Regions from separate parts of the Zea mays genome. Here all the other regions are linked to region 2. The links are chromatin contacts, called in public Hi-C maps. All regions are on one chromosome and are shown on one strand. The core of a region is the stretch at or near the end of the contact, and the rest is flanking DNA. Distances in the headings are between cores, read along the strand shown.

The links. A called contact is a pair of places that touch in the nucleus more often than the background predicts.
Region 1: a contact with region 2 is called in a Hi-C map of tassel, with 2.2 times the contacts expected there. The contact joins the promoter of LOC103649652 here to the promoter of LOC100193711 in region 2. A contact is called at or near these places in 6 of 25 Hi-C or Micro-C datasets (bundle sheath, ear, leaf and 1 more).
Region 3: a contact with region 2 is called in a Hi-C map of leaf, with 3 times the contacts expected there. The contact joins the promoter of LOC100193886 here to the promoter of LOC100193711 in region 2. A contact is called at or near these places in 8 of 25 Hi-C or Micro-C datasets (bundle sheath, ear, leaf and 1 more) and 1 of 3 datasets of contacts at active chromatin or transcription factors (seedling).

What each region holds. Positions count from the first base shown.
Region 1 is chr3:8,210,085-8,214,748 of Zm-B73-REFERENCE-NAM-5.0, forward strand. It overlaps LOC103649652 (plant cysteine oxidase 1), which reads right to left and starts at 2,081. Exons shown (of 5, transcript XM_008675383.4): 1 at 1,704-2,081; 2 at 210-328; 3 at 1-111. The coding sequence starts at 1,941. LOC100275548 reads right to left here. Exons shown (of 8, transcript NM_001165451.1): 8 at 4,626-4,664.
Region 2 is chr3:8,064,803-8,069,954 of Zm-B73-REFERENCE-NAM-5.0, forward strand. LOC100193711 reads right to left here and starts at 2,163. Exons shown (of 4, transcript NM_001138803.1): 1 at 2,006-2,163; 2 at 1,654-1,932; 3 at 118-392. The coding sequence starts at 2,087.
Region 3 is chr3:7,879,368-7,884,208 of Zm-B73-REFERENCE-NAM-5.0, forward strand. It overlaps LOC100193886 (AGC (cAMP-dependent cGMP-dependent and protein kinase C) kinase family protein), which reads left to right and starts at 3,083. Exons shown (of 13, transcript NM_001349872.1): 1 at 3,083-3,479. The coding sequence starts at 3,277. It overlaps LOC100501331, which reads right to left and starts at 859. Exons shown (of 1, transcript NM_001196082.1): 1 at 1-859. The coding sequence starts at 591.

The sequences.
Region 1 (4,664 bases), core at 831-3,330, 150 kb after region 2:
GTCATAAGATTTTATATGCATGGCACCAAACAAAAGCTTGCTGAACACAGTCATGCCAGGGTGATTGTGGAGAGGAATGACACCCCTCGATGGCAAACAAAAGATGCCGATCTGTACGAACAAGTGCAGTTATGTACACCATATAGCTTATGTGACAGCTTCGATATGGTAAATTGTCAAGAACTGCTGTTAGTAGTGGGTAAGCATACCGAGAAAGCCTCGCACTTGTATAGGTGCAAGTAAGTGATTTTTGGAGTGCCGTAGGGGTCAACACGTCGGAAATATGGCATGCTGGATGTTAGACGAACATCTGCTGCTGTGATACTATCTGCAGGACATAATTAAATGGCGAAACAAATGTCAGCAAAAACCAAAATTCGTTCGTTTTCGTTAGGTGTAACATTGTAACATGGTTGGCGGCAGCCTCTCAAGGATATGAATACCCGTTAGCTAGAGAGCATGGATCTTTGAAATGTGAAGGCCTAACGCATGTATGAAACTTGCAGTGCAACTCTCATGCATAATTGCAGTTGCAAACCTATGGCAACGACAACGAGGAACGGAAGTTGCCACATGTCGGCGGCACGAAAGAAAATAGATTGAGGTGACTTTTAACTGGAAGTTGACTAGAAAAAAATGGGTTGGATCATTATATAAAAAATGACTATGTGCTAAACTCAGCATGAAAAAAGTTTTACTTGTGGAACCCAAAGGTGTATCCAAAAGGAAAACCAAAGAACCAACTGGCATGCATGTAGACGTAAACATAACAGCGTGAGCATCTTTCGCCACACGGACATCACGGTAGGTCGTCAATGGCGAATCAATACACATTATCAGAAGGGATGCTACAACAACAGCTTCCGCCATTGGCCTCATCGTTCGAGAAACATGCTTAACAGACCTGGCAAGTTGCCATTATCATGGTACCTGGCAACAAGCAGGTTTCGGTGGCCAAATGAAATAAAAGAGAACCCTAGCTAGTGCAGCCCCAAGCATGGATGGACGTATTGACTGCATGTCTGCATCCCTCGCCACGCAAAGCGAGACAATACCAGCAGTTACAGCACATGGTTTCTGTTCTCAATTGCCCGTCTTAATTTATTTCCACCAGGAACACAAGTGGCTCAATAAGTCAGGCATATTTCGTGTTTTTCGTTCTCGCCAATAGCATGCTACTTGCAGGCTGCAAACAAACACTCATGACATAAGTTGGCACTGGACATTTCTATCTAACCTTGGTAACTGAATCAAAAGGAAATGTGTCATTCCGTTGGTTGTTTGTTGGTTTACTTGCAGAAAGATTTTCTTCGATCGTGGGAAAGAGAGACTATAGTCTAAGTTAGCAACGACTGCACCTCGACGTTTACTAGATGATGAGTATAGAAAGATCCTCAAAGTTTTTCTTTCGAGAGGCTGAATAATCTTGATCCTTATTTCCACCAAATTAAGTGTAATTCCCAGGAACCGAACAAATCTAGTCGAGGTGTCACAGGATCCACGACGTTTCCCCGTCCAACTATGAACTACGGTCGCATATAATGTGACAAGTGGCTAGACCGCTATAACGTCGAATACAAACCACGCATATATAGTTCACTGCGCACACGGCAGGAACATGACCACACGCACAAGGGTACGAGTACGATCTCTGGTACTGGAACGAGGACGATGCGGGCAGACGTCGGGAATCGATCAGTTACCTAGAACGGACTTGATCCTCTCGACGCCGGCCGGCGGTGGAACCGCGCCTGGACCAGCTCCGGTGAAGACCTCGCGGCACGCCTCGAAGAGCCGCTGCACGGCGGTGGCGGGCGCGGCCATCGTTCGGGGTGCCGCCGCCGCCGCCGCCGCCCGTGCCCGCCGGCGGCGTCTCTTGGCGCCCGCCTGCTGTCTTTCCAGCTCTGGGAGTGGGAGGCCGCCGCTGGACTCCACCCGCATCAAAGCCCTCAAGGGAGCGTGAAAGGGCGAGGGCTTGGAGAGAGCTTTGCACGACGGCTGCGAAAAGTACTGGCGTGGCGCTCTTGCGTTGATTGAGCTGGGGAAACTTAGGAGTAGCCGAAGATTTTTTATAGACGAAGGTGGTGGCCGGTGAGTGTTCTGTCTGGCCAGACATTTAAGAGTCCAAAAGAATGCTAAAAAGTTTTCACCAAATAAAAATATTATTGGAGGGAGGCTAAAAATTTTTAGAGGTGAAATATTGTGTCTACTCCAACATCTTCTTAAACAAAACCAAAAAACTGCACTCAGATTTTTTTTAAAAAAAAACGTCATCCAAGCAGCCCACATTGCACATATCTATGGCCCCTCGAATATTTGGAAATGTAGGCGTTTGTTATCTCCAGGCAGCTGCCAACACTTCCTGATTGATGCCTCCACCGGAACAAGACTGTGCGCGGGAGCCATCAATCACGTGAAAATATGCAGAAGTGGAGGAGGCAGATGTGGGACACGAAATTTTAGGAGGATGAGAGAGGTATTGAAGCAAAGAAAATCATTATTCTCTACTAATATATGTTCTGAGATTGGTTTACCGACTTCTTTTAAGCTACTTAAAGGCTATCTCCAGTAACTTCTCTATCTCATCTCATATTCCAAACCTCACTCCACAAACAGTGTCAAACCGTATCATCTACAGTGTTGTGTCCCTATTTTACACGATCCACCGAAGATAGCCTAAGTGCGTATTTGGAAGCACACCGGTTTTAAAAAATATTTTCTATCCTCAATTTCTAAAAACTGGTTTATGAAAAAAAAGATGGGTGTGAATGTTTGGAACTCAATTTCTAAAAAAGCTATTTTCTAGTTTTTGGATAAGCAATTACTAGCATACCATTCCTCTATTTTGAAAAGCGGCGGCAATAGATGTAACTTCCATGAAACCAATAATGACATTATGTAATTAAATAAACAAAAGTTGGTTTTAGCTAGGAGAGACTAGCCTCTTGATTTTAATAAACTACGAATCCAATTTCTATAAACTGAGACATAAAGTGATATATTTGGAACCATTCTGATTAATATAATTTGGTTTCTTAAAAGTTGGGTGCTTCCAAGTTCCAAACAGGCTCTAAGACTAACAAGGGTATGAGTATATTTGTTTGAAAATTACTATTTTCGTTCTCAAATATTTATCGTCTGCTAGTTTATTTTTCAACTAAAACACGATAAATAAAAAATTTGAAGAGAGAGTAGTTTATAAAATATGTTTGCGTTATTTATGTCACGAATACACGCAGCACTAACAACAACAACAATAGTAGTAGTAAGCAAATATAACTACAAAAGTTGAACGCGTAAACTACTTTGTTTGGTTGTGTAGCATGACCAGTGAAATGTTCATGCTTGTGGAGTTAACTGAAATAGATAAAAAGGAGAATTCCATTCAAAATCTTTGTACCATGAAATAATGCAAAGGGAGTAGTAGGAAAACAAAAACAGATTTGCAACAAAAGCAATGGGAGACTATTTGGTGCACACGCTCAGGAATCAAATAGCCGGTAATCGATGGCGTCTTTTAATTTACAGCTATACGTGATCTATGGTTCGGCCTAATACCACTATCTAGGGGGTGTTTGAATGCACTAGAGATAATAGTTAGTGGCTAAAATTAACTAGAGATATCCAAACACCCAACTATTAGTTATTCTTAGTAAATTAGCTACTAGTTAGCTAACTAGTTATTAGCTAGCTAATTCTACTAGTATATTTTTAGCTAACTAACTATTATCTCTACTGTATTCAAATACCTTCTAAATTTCCTTACGTTCAAAAATAGTTATTGATCATCTGGAACTTTTGCATCCCAGAATTCTAATCAGATTTCAACTGCTATATACATACATGACAAAGCGCCCATGCATGCATGTTGTTATATAGTAAGGCACAGCCTGCTCCCTCTTCGCTTTCGTGTTGTCGTCGTCGTCCTACTCCACTCTGTTGCCGCCGCCGGTGTACACAAACCAATGAAAATTGAGTCCCCTCTCAAGTTTTATAAGCTGCTGCCGCCTGCCGGCCGGAGAGGCAGAGGAACCATCGCATCAGGCATTCCTGTGGGCTGGGCAGCCAGGCCAAACAGCTGTGGAAAACCTGCAGGGTGGGCTGCTGGGCAGCTGGGGTCCTTCCTGCCTTCTTGTTGCTTGCCTATTTTGTCATGTACGTGCCATGCAGAACCCAGGATCCCCCCGTGCCCATGGCCGTGACCGTGAGTGCTCGCTCGTCCCCACAGGATTCCAATGGAGAAAAGGTCTGTGACCATCACCTTGTCTGGTTGTTCCACGAAGCTTTGGAGCTGCAGGCATAAAACAAACAGCAAAGCATAGGCGCATTAATTGCCCGTAGCATCGGCATTATCCTCACCAAGTCCAAAGGCGACACAAACAACACAAGCAACAGCGGTATAGCGACCAACACATGCGGCGCCCATGGTAATGCAACCTCTGGTATCACTTCTACCTCTAGCATTCTGTAGTATCCTGCAGGCTGCAGCTGTGGGATGCATGATGCAATCACGCCGCGCACCCAGGCCCAGTTGACATACCTTTCTTTCTTTTTATATATACAAGCTTTTCTCTTGTCTGCATGTAGCAGAACTGGAAGCTCACCGAGATAGCGTAATACTAATTCAGTTCCAAACTATGTAGCTTTGACTCTTTTTTTGGTAC
Region 2 (5,152 bases), core at 913-3,412:
GCATGCATGCATGCGCCACGTTGGTCTGTATGTTTGCGTAGGTAGTTCTACTAGAGTACTAGTAAGAGTGTAAGACAGCGCATCGACGAGAGTTATATATATAAAACTGACGCGTACGCTTGTGCTGTTGTCCTTGTCGGCGGCGTAGGAGTAGTCGTTGCCGGAGACGACGACGACGGCGACCCCGGCGTCGCAGCCGCGGGCGGAGGGCGGCGACGGCGGGCGCTGCGCCTGGAACAGGTCGATCTGCTCGCCGATGTTGCGCTGGAAGTTGCCGGTGTCCAGCACGCCCGCGCCGCCGACGGCGAAGTTCATGCCGCGCGCCACGAGCCCGCGCGCAGCGCCCCTGCGCAGCTTGTACGCCACCGGCGTTGGCACTCCCATCGCGGAGGCTGCATGCAGTGCAATGCATCGGTTCCAATCCGCTAGTTATCAACTCTATTTTTCTAAGTGATTCCTATTTTTCAAGGGAAAATAAAATAATTTCTCTTGAAAAATTCGAAATCACTTGGAAAAATGGGTTCTTTAGTTTGAAAACACCATTTTATTTAAGGATTTTTATTTTTTCAAAGGAAAATAAACCAATTTTTCTTAAGAAAATGATTTTTTTTTTTGTAAAAATGGGGTTTTCAAACTAGTTCTTAAAGAGAAGCTACCAGGATCGGCGCAGTTTAATAAACTGCACTGCTGGAAAAGAAAGGCCAAGGTTAGGTAGTTGTCGGTAGTTATAGAGGTGGTCTGAATTCTTCAAATGAAGTTTTGTCTACATTGGATGTTTAATAAAAAGTTACAAGTATTAAATATAGTTTAATTATAAACTAATTAAATAGATAAATACTAAAAATAAGATAAATTTATTAAACTTAATTAAGCTTATATTTTTTTAATTTAATGTAACATGAACTAAACTTTAGTCACAGAACCAAACACCTAAAAGATGAAAATGCATGATGTGAACTGTGGTCATGGCCATGGCCTGATGGGGCTCCAAGAGATCGAGGTCGGCGGCGCTGTCGGTTGCCGAGCTGCGGCTGGAACTTTAGAACCGAATCGAATGTTACCGATCGACGTCAGCGTCAGTAGTTAGGGAGCGGTTGGCGGTTTTGTGAGGCAGGCAGCTAATGAGCTTCCGAACAGTCGCCGCCATGATGCAGAAATTTTAAGGGGAAGCGCGTATGAATGCGCCGTGGCAGTTGCACTAGCTATCTCGCTAGATGATCATCACTCAGCAGCAGTAGCAGCAGCCAGGGCATTGATTGCCGGCCCAACCAACCAAGGGAGTCTGGCGCCATCAATGCGAGAGAGGGAACTTCCAACCACGATCCGTCGTCGTCCTCCTCGGCTCCTCCCCTGTCCCCTCTCCATCGCCGAAGACGATGCAGCAGCAGCACGGCAGCCAGGCCACCACGCCATTGCAGCATGGTCGTCGACATGCCACCACATGTATTTATTGCGCTCCTGCTCGCCGTGGCCTGGCGAGCCACTGCGGCGGGGCTCCATGCCCCTCCATCGCCCGTACGCCATGTGACAATAACCACCACCCGCGTTGCATTGCTCTGACACTTCACTACGAATAGCTAGCTAGCTAGCTTGCGCGGCTCCATCGAAACAAAACACACAGGTGGTACACTGCTAGCAGTACTTAAAACTGACCTATGAAGTCGGTGAGGACGCGGCCGTCGGAGAAGCGGCCGGCGGGCCGGCCGGGGAAGGTGGTCCCGTACGGGTCGTACCACTCGCGGGTCAGCTCCCGCCCGAGGTCGCCCAGGTTCCCCGTGTCCGCGTACGAGTCCCCGAACACCCACACGGCCGGCGATTGCTTGCCGCCGGCGGCGTTGCTGCCGCAGCCGCTTCCGCTTCCGCCACTGCTGCTAGCGCCGCCCTCATCCCTGTGCTCGCGCAGCGCCTCTGCCGTCGTCAACGCCGCGAGGCCTGCATGAAAGTTGGATTAACGAAAAGCTGTGGCTGGAGATATGATGCTTTGTTGTCTTCTTCTTCTTCTTACAGAGGAGAAGCAGCAGGAGCGTCGTCGTCGCCGACACGGTGGCCAAAGCTTGACGGCGGCGGCGATGATTCGTGTGCTCCATCTCCGTCGCGTCGCGTGGCCCTGCCCGGCCTTCTGTCTCTGTCACTGGGTGTGGGTGGTGGGGATGCAAAATTGGCTGGCAACTCGGATGACCCTGAACCGGAAGGCTGCGGCGCTGTGTATATATAACACACAGACACAGGGGTAGATGGTAGATCACACTGGCGTAGTTTGGGCCATAACCAGCGGATTATTTTAAATTTCATTATATAAATAATACAGTCTATAGTGTAAAACACGGCTATATTTACGATCTGCTGGCCATCGTCTTAGTTGTGTCCTGTTTTTTGTTTTGGCTGAATAAGGTCCGGCTATGTCGTAGCGGTTTCACGTTCAAGTTTTCAACATACCTATATTTATTTTAGACTCCGCAGAGGTTTCATATCCTAATTTCCAACACAGATATGTTTTGAAAAATAGTACAAAAAAAGTTCTATCGCTCGGTGATACTCTCGATCTGTATTTTACAACGCATCTATAAAACTTACATGAAATCCCAAGGGCAATTTTAGTGGGAGTTTCATGAAAAACTTATTTGCATTATTTTTTTTGACCAAAAGGGTAGTGCCCTCTATTTCATTAAAAAATAGAACGATAGAGTTTTTACAACCAACACAGGCCACGAGGCCCGCCACTCAACAAGGATGGCACATGGCTACATCCCAACAGTACAACGCCAAAAAAAGGGATTAGGGACACAGAAATCCAGACTTACAACCTTATTTAGATCAACTAAGTCTTACCAAACACTTGCTTAATTGTCTACAGCCGACCACTCTCAGCTGCCTGGAACCAACCATAACCGATCAAAGGCAAGCTAACTGACAATACACACCTAGCAAATCAGAAGACCAAGCAGATTGTAAGACAGAACACAATCACCATGTGATACTTCTTGTCACCGGAGCCCACCCATGCGCGCGATTAAACACCTCTCTTGCCGTCTCTCTGATTCGCTTGCTTCCTGCCTCCAACATCTTTTTTGTTCTCCCTGCCTGCATTAATGCCCAGTTATCCAAAAGAAAACAACACATGAAGATTACATCAGTGGGGTCATTATGGAGCTTTTTATTAAAGCAAATGGAATTTCTGGACTTCCAGATCGCCCATAGAACAGCTCCGCACCCAACTACAACAGATTTTCTGTACCCCTTATCAAAGTTTCTAAGCCACACCCTAGTTAGATGTTCCACATCTGTCGGAGTTGTAGGCAAATAAAGTGCAATCTGAATCAGATGCCAAACGAATCGAGCTACTGAGCATTCAAAAAACAAATGCTTAGTAGATTCAAACAAGCCACAAAAGACGCAATCAGAGACCCCAGACCAACTTCTTCTTTTAATCAAATTTTCCTTTGAGAGAATTCTGTTCTTGATAATCAGCCATAAGAATATCTTGATTTTATGGGGGATTTTGATTTTCCATAGAAATCTGTAAGGGACTTTTACTCCCTCACAACTAATCCGGTTATATAAGGATTTAGTAGAAAAGCCATTTTTATCAAGAGACCAATTAACACGATCTATTTCTTGGGACAAATGAATACCAGAGCACATTCTCTTTAAATTTTCAAACATGACAGCATTTTCACCTACCAAATGCCTTCTAAAATTCAACCCCTGAAAATTAGAAGAGATCACTTGGTCAACCCTGATTTACTTATTTGCATTATATATCCTCTGTATGATAGATCAGTCATAAAATTAGTTTACAGAATGAAATTTTGCATTAAGAGTGTATGTTTTTTTACTCAAGTTCTACTTTATTCTATAGTAGTAGCCTTGTAAACTACAATATATAAAACAATTCAGTGAGACTGATCTAATTAAGATTTGCCTAATACTTGGTATAAGAGCATGCATCTTTTATGAATTATTATGGGTACTAATTGGAAGTGCATACGACATCGAGGGCCCAAAGATATGTGACCAGCTTTGGTTTTGGCAAGCAGGGTTGATAATACATAATTGATTGACTAGAGAGGAGGAGAGATCAAACATTCAAACCCTAGCAAAAGAGAGGACGGAAAATGGCTCCGCTGAACACGGCTAACTGCCACCCATCCTGGGCTTGTGTCTGGACGTGTGTGATGGCTGACGGACTACCACGTCGTCGTCGTCCAATGAACCCATCATGTGGTTACCATGCAGGCGTACGTGGCAGATTGAATTGGCACGCGACGCACAAGCACAAAGCCTCAACGCTAGCTTCCAAGCACAAGCAAGCTCTGCTGATGCACTGTGACTGACTGACTGTGCATCCTCGCCGCACAGTTGCCCCTTGCCCATTTTTTCTTCATCGACGTACGGAATGCCCCGGCTGCTACGATGGATGCATGCATGGCCATATATGTACATGTAAACAAAAACAAACAAGAGCAAGGGTCGCCGCATCTTGAAACGCATGCGTGTGCTACGCAGATGCACCTGCTGATCCCACTCATCTACGGGGGTGTTTGGTTACCCCAAACTAAAATTTAGCCCCTGTCACATCGAATGTTTGAACCTCCGTTTCGGGTATTAAATGTAGTCGGATTATAAAACTAATTTCTCAGCCGAAGATTAAAAGACGAGACGAATCTAGTCCAGTTGGTTGGGTCTATATTTCATACTACTATTTGAAAGTCAAACGCTTGATGTGACCCGGGCTAAACTTTAGCAGGGGCAACCAAACACCCCCTACATACTTACACAGCTAGCGCCGTCGTAAACCTGCTACACCACCAGCGCACGCATGCTACCTATACCTAGGCACCTAGCTTGCTAGTTGGCGACGGAATATCGATGTCGTCCTCTTCGTCAGCCAGCCAGCCAGCGGTGGAACGTGCGTGCACGATGCCGCCACTGCCCACATGCTCCACCACGTACTGGTAACCAGAAACTACACTAGTAGTAGTAGTACAATGGTTAAAAAAAAAAAATCTCACGGCCATGACGACGATCCGTGTCGGCTTACCATTCTTGTCGCAAAACATATCCATTTTTTCGGTAAACGTAGTCGTTATCGAGAGTTTGATTTTACCGAGGCAAAAAATTCTTTTGTCGAATATCCGATAAAAAACACTCG
Region 3 (4,841 bases), core at 1,833-4,332, 180 kb before region 2:
CGTCCGTGCCCACGCTGGCAACTGGCCGCGTCCGAGCCGGGGGACGGCCGCAGCGTGCCCGCGCCGGGGCGCTCGGCGGCCGGGGCGCTCGGCGGCCGGGGCTTGCCCGCACTGGGGCTCGACCGCGCGTAACCGAGGCTGTCCCGCGCCGTGGTCGGTTCTTGCCGGACTGCGCTTGGTCGCGAGCGGCCAAGGGCTCGCAACGGCCGTGCCGTGTCCATTGGACTGGCCGGGGTCGTGCCTCACCCGCGCCGAAGTGCACCTGGGCACATGCGGCCAAGGGCTCGCAGCGGCCGGTGCCATGTCCGGTGGGCTGGCCGCATGGCTTCGTGTGGGGAGCCTGCATGGCCCTCCCTGTGCATGAGCCGCATGGCCCTGTGTAGGCAGGCAGACGCACCGCGCATGGCCGAGGCGCGCTGCTCTGCGCATGGCCTTGTTGTGCATGGCCCGCACCGTCGGTGCGCTGGGGACAGGGCTTGTCCGCGCCGAGCCTTGCCGTCGCGGCGCCGTCCGGTGTGGTATAGTTGTGGCCACCGACGACATAAAAATTTCACGCATACAGTGAAAGCGGAGAGGAAGAGTAGGTTCCATACCATTATCCTTCTCCAACTAGGAGCGATCTGTTTTCTTCCTACCAGCAATTTCTCTCCGTTTTCTCGCGAGTCGTGCTGATAACGTGTTATAGTATACTCAGTGGTAACGAGATTGAGAGAGAGACAAATGACAGCGAGCCTTTATTATTGCAGGGAGTCCTGATTATATACATGTGAAGGGATGTATCCCAAGGGATATGTCCCTTAGGGAGAATCTGTCACACCCTTTGAATTGGTCACATATACAATATACAATATTTTGTAACACCGTCCACGGCGCCATGGGCACCTCAGAGTTGCAGTACTTCAAATAATGTGCGTGCACTTGGTGTTCGTGGACGACCGACCCAATCACCCAACCCACTGGATCCGAGCAATTCGTGCAGCGCGCGTGAAGCCGTGGAAAAGCCAGGCTGCCGGCCCCGCTCGACAACGACGTGGCCTCGACCGACACGACAGCACGCTATCGACCTGCCGCGCCATGCCTGGCCCTGGCCCGTACGCTGCCCCTCGTCGGCCGTCGGTGAGCTCCATCGCGGGCCGGAGTGCCGGTATATATTCTCCAGATTGAGCATGCATGCCCAGGCAAATAGGATAAACGAATAGTCGAATACGTATATATATTAATAATAATAATTACTGAAGCATGATTGTAGTAACAATTATTACTTTCCGTCGGATGTCCAGACATTATTTTTTCTCTCTTGCTGCTACAACCAATCAACTATCCAGGGTTCCATCATACGGTAATCATGGCAAGTACGTATCCGGGCGTCAGTCACTCACTCTCACTGTACTTGTTGAAAAAATAAAACGGAAAAACGCCGTTATTTTCCTTACTCCCTTCCAAATTTATAATTCATTTTACCTTTTTATCACAAGCTTGACCAACCCGCCTTATTCAATAAATTTGGGAAAAAATAAAAAAAAAACGTTGCGCTTTTGTTTATTATCACATATACTTTACATATGACTTTTATTTTATTTTTTTCATGATTTTTTGAATAGGACAAGTTACCTAAGTTGAGGTTGAAAAAGTCAAACGGAATATATTTTAAAATGGAGGGAGTATTTTTTACTGAAATATTAGACGATGAATGGTCTCCACGTGTGCAGTGGCGAGTCACGGTGTCAGAGGACTTGGATCGGTCGAGAGTCATCAGAGACGGTGGAAAACCCAAGATCGCCCGTAGGTGTGGGGATCGAAGAGGAGGCGAAGCGATGGCGAGACGAGTTGGAAAGATGTTGGAGATGAGCGGCCAGTGAGGACGATGACGCAAGCAGCAACATTCGATTAACCAAGCATGCGCGAACGGGAGAGCAGAAAGGGAACGCAGCGCCGTAGCATCTCCTTGATTTAGGGGAAAGAGACGACGCCGACGAGGTAGAAGATGTCGTAAGGGAAGCGGTGCGGGCGCTAGAGAAAAATTGTAGCCGCTATATTGTTGAAGGGGAAAGAGAATAGAAAGCCCTTGCTACATAGTCTAGGTCGGTCTGCGAACGAGTGTGGGAGATAGATGGGCAAGTGTGTAGCACAACTTTAGTCATGTCTCTGCTTGCGTCGAGCCGGTGAACGATCTCTCTGTCATGTCTGGCGGTGTGATCATGTCAAGAGAGTTGCTCTAGGACCAGATATTTGAGTCTGTTTGGTTCAGTTTTTTTATGAAAAGTTTTTTTTCGAGAATCTAGTTGTGGGGATAATCTGTCCGTAAAGAGAATCTAATTATTGTGGTGATTACGTGTGGAGAAAGATAAAAAGAGCCCGTAAGATTTAGGAGAAAGTGATGATTTCCTAGTATCACAACGACTCGGTCGATTATGTGTTTACGTTGATTTTGGACGGTTTTAACTTAAGTAATTCTTATAGAAGCAGACTGATAAGCTGGACATTTGGCAGCCTACAACAACTTCTGGTGACTGGAAGCTGAAAAAAGCTAAAACAAAAAGGGTCTTAGCTAGCTCTCCCCTCATTCCATTTCCCCCCATAACCTCCCACGGAAATTCCGATTTAGGGTTTGTTCATTTATCTCTTAATCCATGGGATTGAGTGTGATTGATTGAGTTTAAATTCCAATCAAATCAAATCTTACAGACTTGTTCGTTTTGATATGAATCCACGTGGATCGAATGATATTGAGTCGGTTTAAATCTACAACAACTCAAAATTCATCTCAATACCACAATCCACTTTACTCCACATGGAAACGAAGGTGCCATTTTATGATTTTTTTTCCAATTATATACAGTCCACATGGGCAAACAAGAGGCATGTTTGGTTGGAGACTTAGGACCTGCTAGGCAAATAACCTTGATCCCAGGCTATCAAAATCCTACTCCTGTGAGGTTTTTATTTTTCCACGGAAAATAAAATAATTTCTTTTAGAAAAATAAAAATCTTTTGAAAAATGAGTTTTCCAAACTAGTTGTCTGGAACAGGTAGTTTTTTCACGCCACCATCAAAAGAAGCCCAAGTCTTAACGCGATCCCCCGCGCTGTATATAAGCGGTCCGCGTGCGCGCTGCGACAAGCACATCATCGCCCCCCTTCCCCGCGGCCCCACCAAATAGAGAGGCCCAGACACCGAGGGGAAAAAGGAGAGAGAGTACACAGGTGACAGCCGCTGCACCGAGGGCACAGAGGGACAGCTAGACAGGGACTGCCAGCGGCGTAGGCGGTGTGGGGGATGGAGCGCGAGATGGCGGACGCGCCCGCCGCGGCGATCCCCGCCGCCGAGCCGCTCGCGGCGGTGGCGGAGGAAGGGGAGGGGGAGGCGGCCGCCGAGGCAGTGGGGTCCACCCTCACCATGGAGCGCGTCGCCGCCGCGAAGAAGTTCATCGAGAGCCACTACCGCTCGCAGATGAAGAACATCCAAGAGCGCAAGGAGAGGTACCCGTACCGGCCCTGCTGATCCGATCTCTCCGCACGCCCGCGGCTGGCCGCAAATCCTAGCTACTGCTCGCGCGCGGCTGCGCTAGATCTCGCGCGTGCGAGCTCGATCGAAGGGGTCTGAGCTGGGGTTGGCCGTGGGAGGGAGTCGTCCGAGCTCGCGCCGCTGGAGCTTGCCCATCCGGGCTGCCAATTTTGGGCGCCAGCTTTTGGCTGCTTTTGCTTCTGTACTTGTAGCCTGGTGGCCATGATTTCACAAGTTCTAGAGTAGCCTGTGGTGTAGTGCAACGTTATAGATTCGGGAATTGACACCTCTGTCTGCAATTTGAGGTCCGAGCTCGGCGTCACATAGTTTGGGGATGATCGATAGTTCCAGGCTTCCAGCACGGGGAGGACAGTAGAGCTGGTTGCACTGGTTGTTTCTGGATGCTTAGTGTATGCTAAATGCATTGGGCAAAATTAGTTCAAATTGCTTGCGTGTAGTAGTTTTTTTTTGCGCCAACAGCTGTTACGCTGAGCTTCTAGTGTTCCCCGCTGTTTGACCCACTGCGCAAGGGTGCTTGGAGTAATGTTGTGGAGAAGCTTGTTAGAGAACAACTGAGCGAAAAACAATCAGCAGTACTGCGGTTGCCTTTGACCTATTGGTGTTAAAGTGGCGCAAAAGTTTGTCGGACGTGCTCCTTTTGTTGTCCCACATTTGTTTGTTTGATAGTGTGTAGTCGGAGTTGTTTGTGTTGGTTTCAAATCACAATCGGACCGATAGTTTTGGTATAACTGGAATATGTTTCCTGTTGCTTGTGAACTGAGAGTGGACTATCTAGGCATTCTCATTTCTCATTGTCTTTTCCATTAATAGGCACTGGATAATGATGCATACACTTCAAAACGTACTTGTTCTATTAATCATGCTAGCAGTTATCTTATGTCAATCACTCGTTAATGTACATCACAACATTTCCAGCTTTGGCTTACCGTTCCTTTTTTACCTAGGGGACTAGGGGAACAGTTGATCCCTGCGTCCCTTTTCGTTGACAAGGAAACAGTGCATCAGATGCCAGCTGTATAAATACATTCCTGAACATTAAATGGATATGTAATGAAGTAGAATTATTTTCTACATACTACCTCTGCCTCAAAAAATTTGATGGGTTAAGACTTTTAGGACAGATTAGTTTTTTTTTCTTGAAAGCGCAGGAGAACTGCGCGATAATATATTAAAGAAGAGGGAGAGGGACAGATTAGTGCTCAACAGAAATTACCCATGTACCCCTATTTGCTGAAGGTGAGCCATGATAATTAATGAATAAGCCCTTCATTAAAGAAATGCATGGAGGCATGTGCAGACTGCAAGTGCAATCTCAA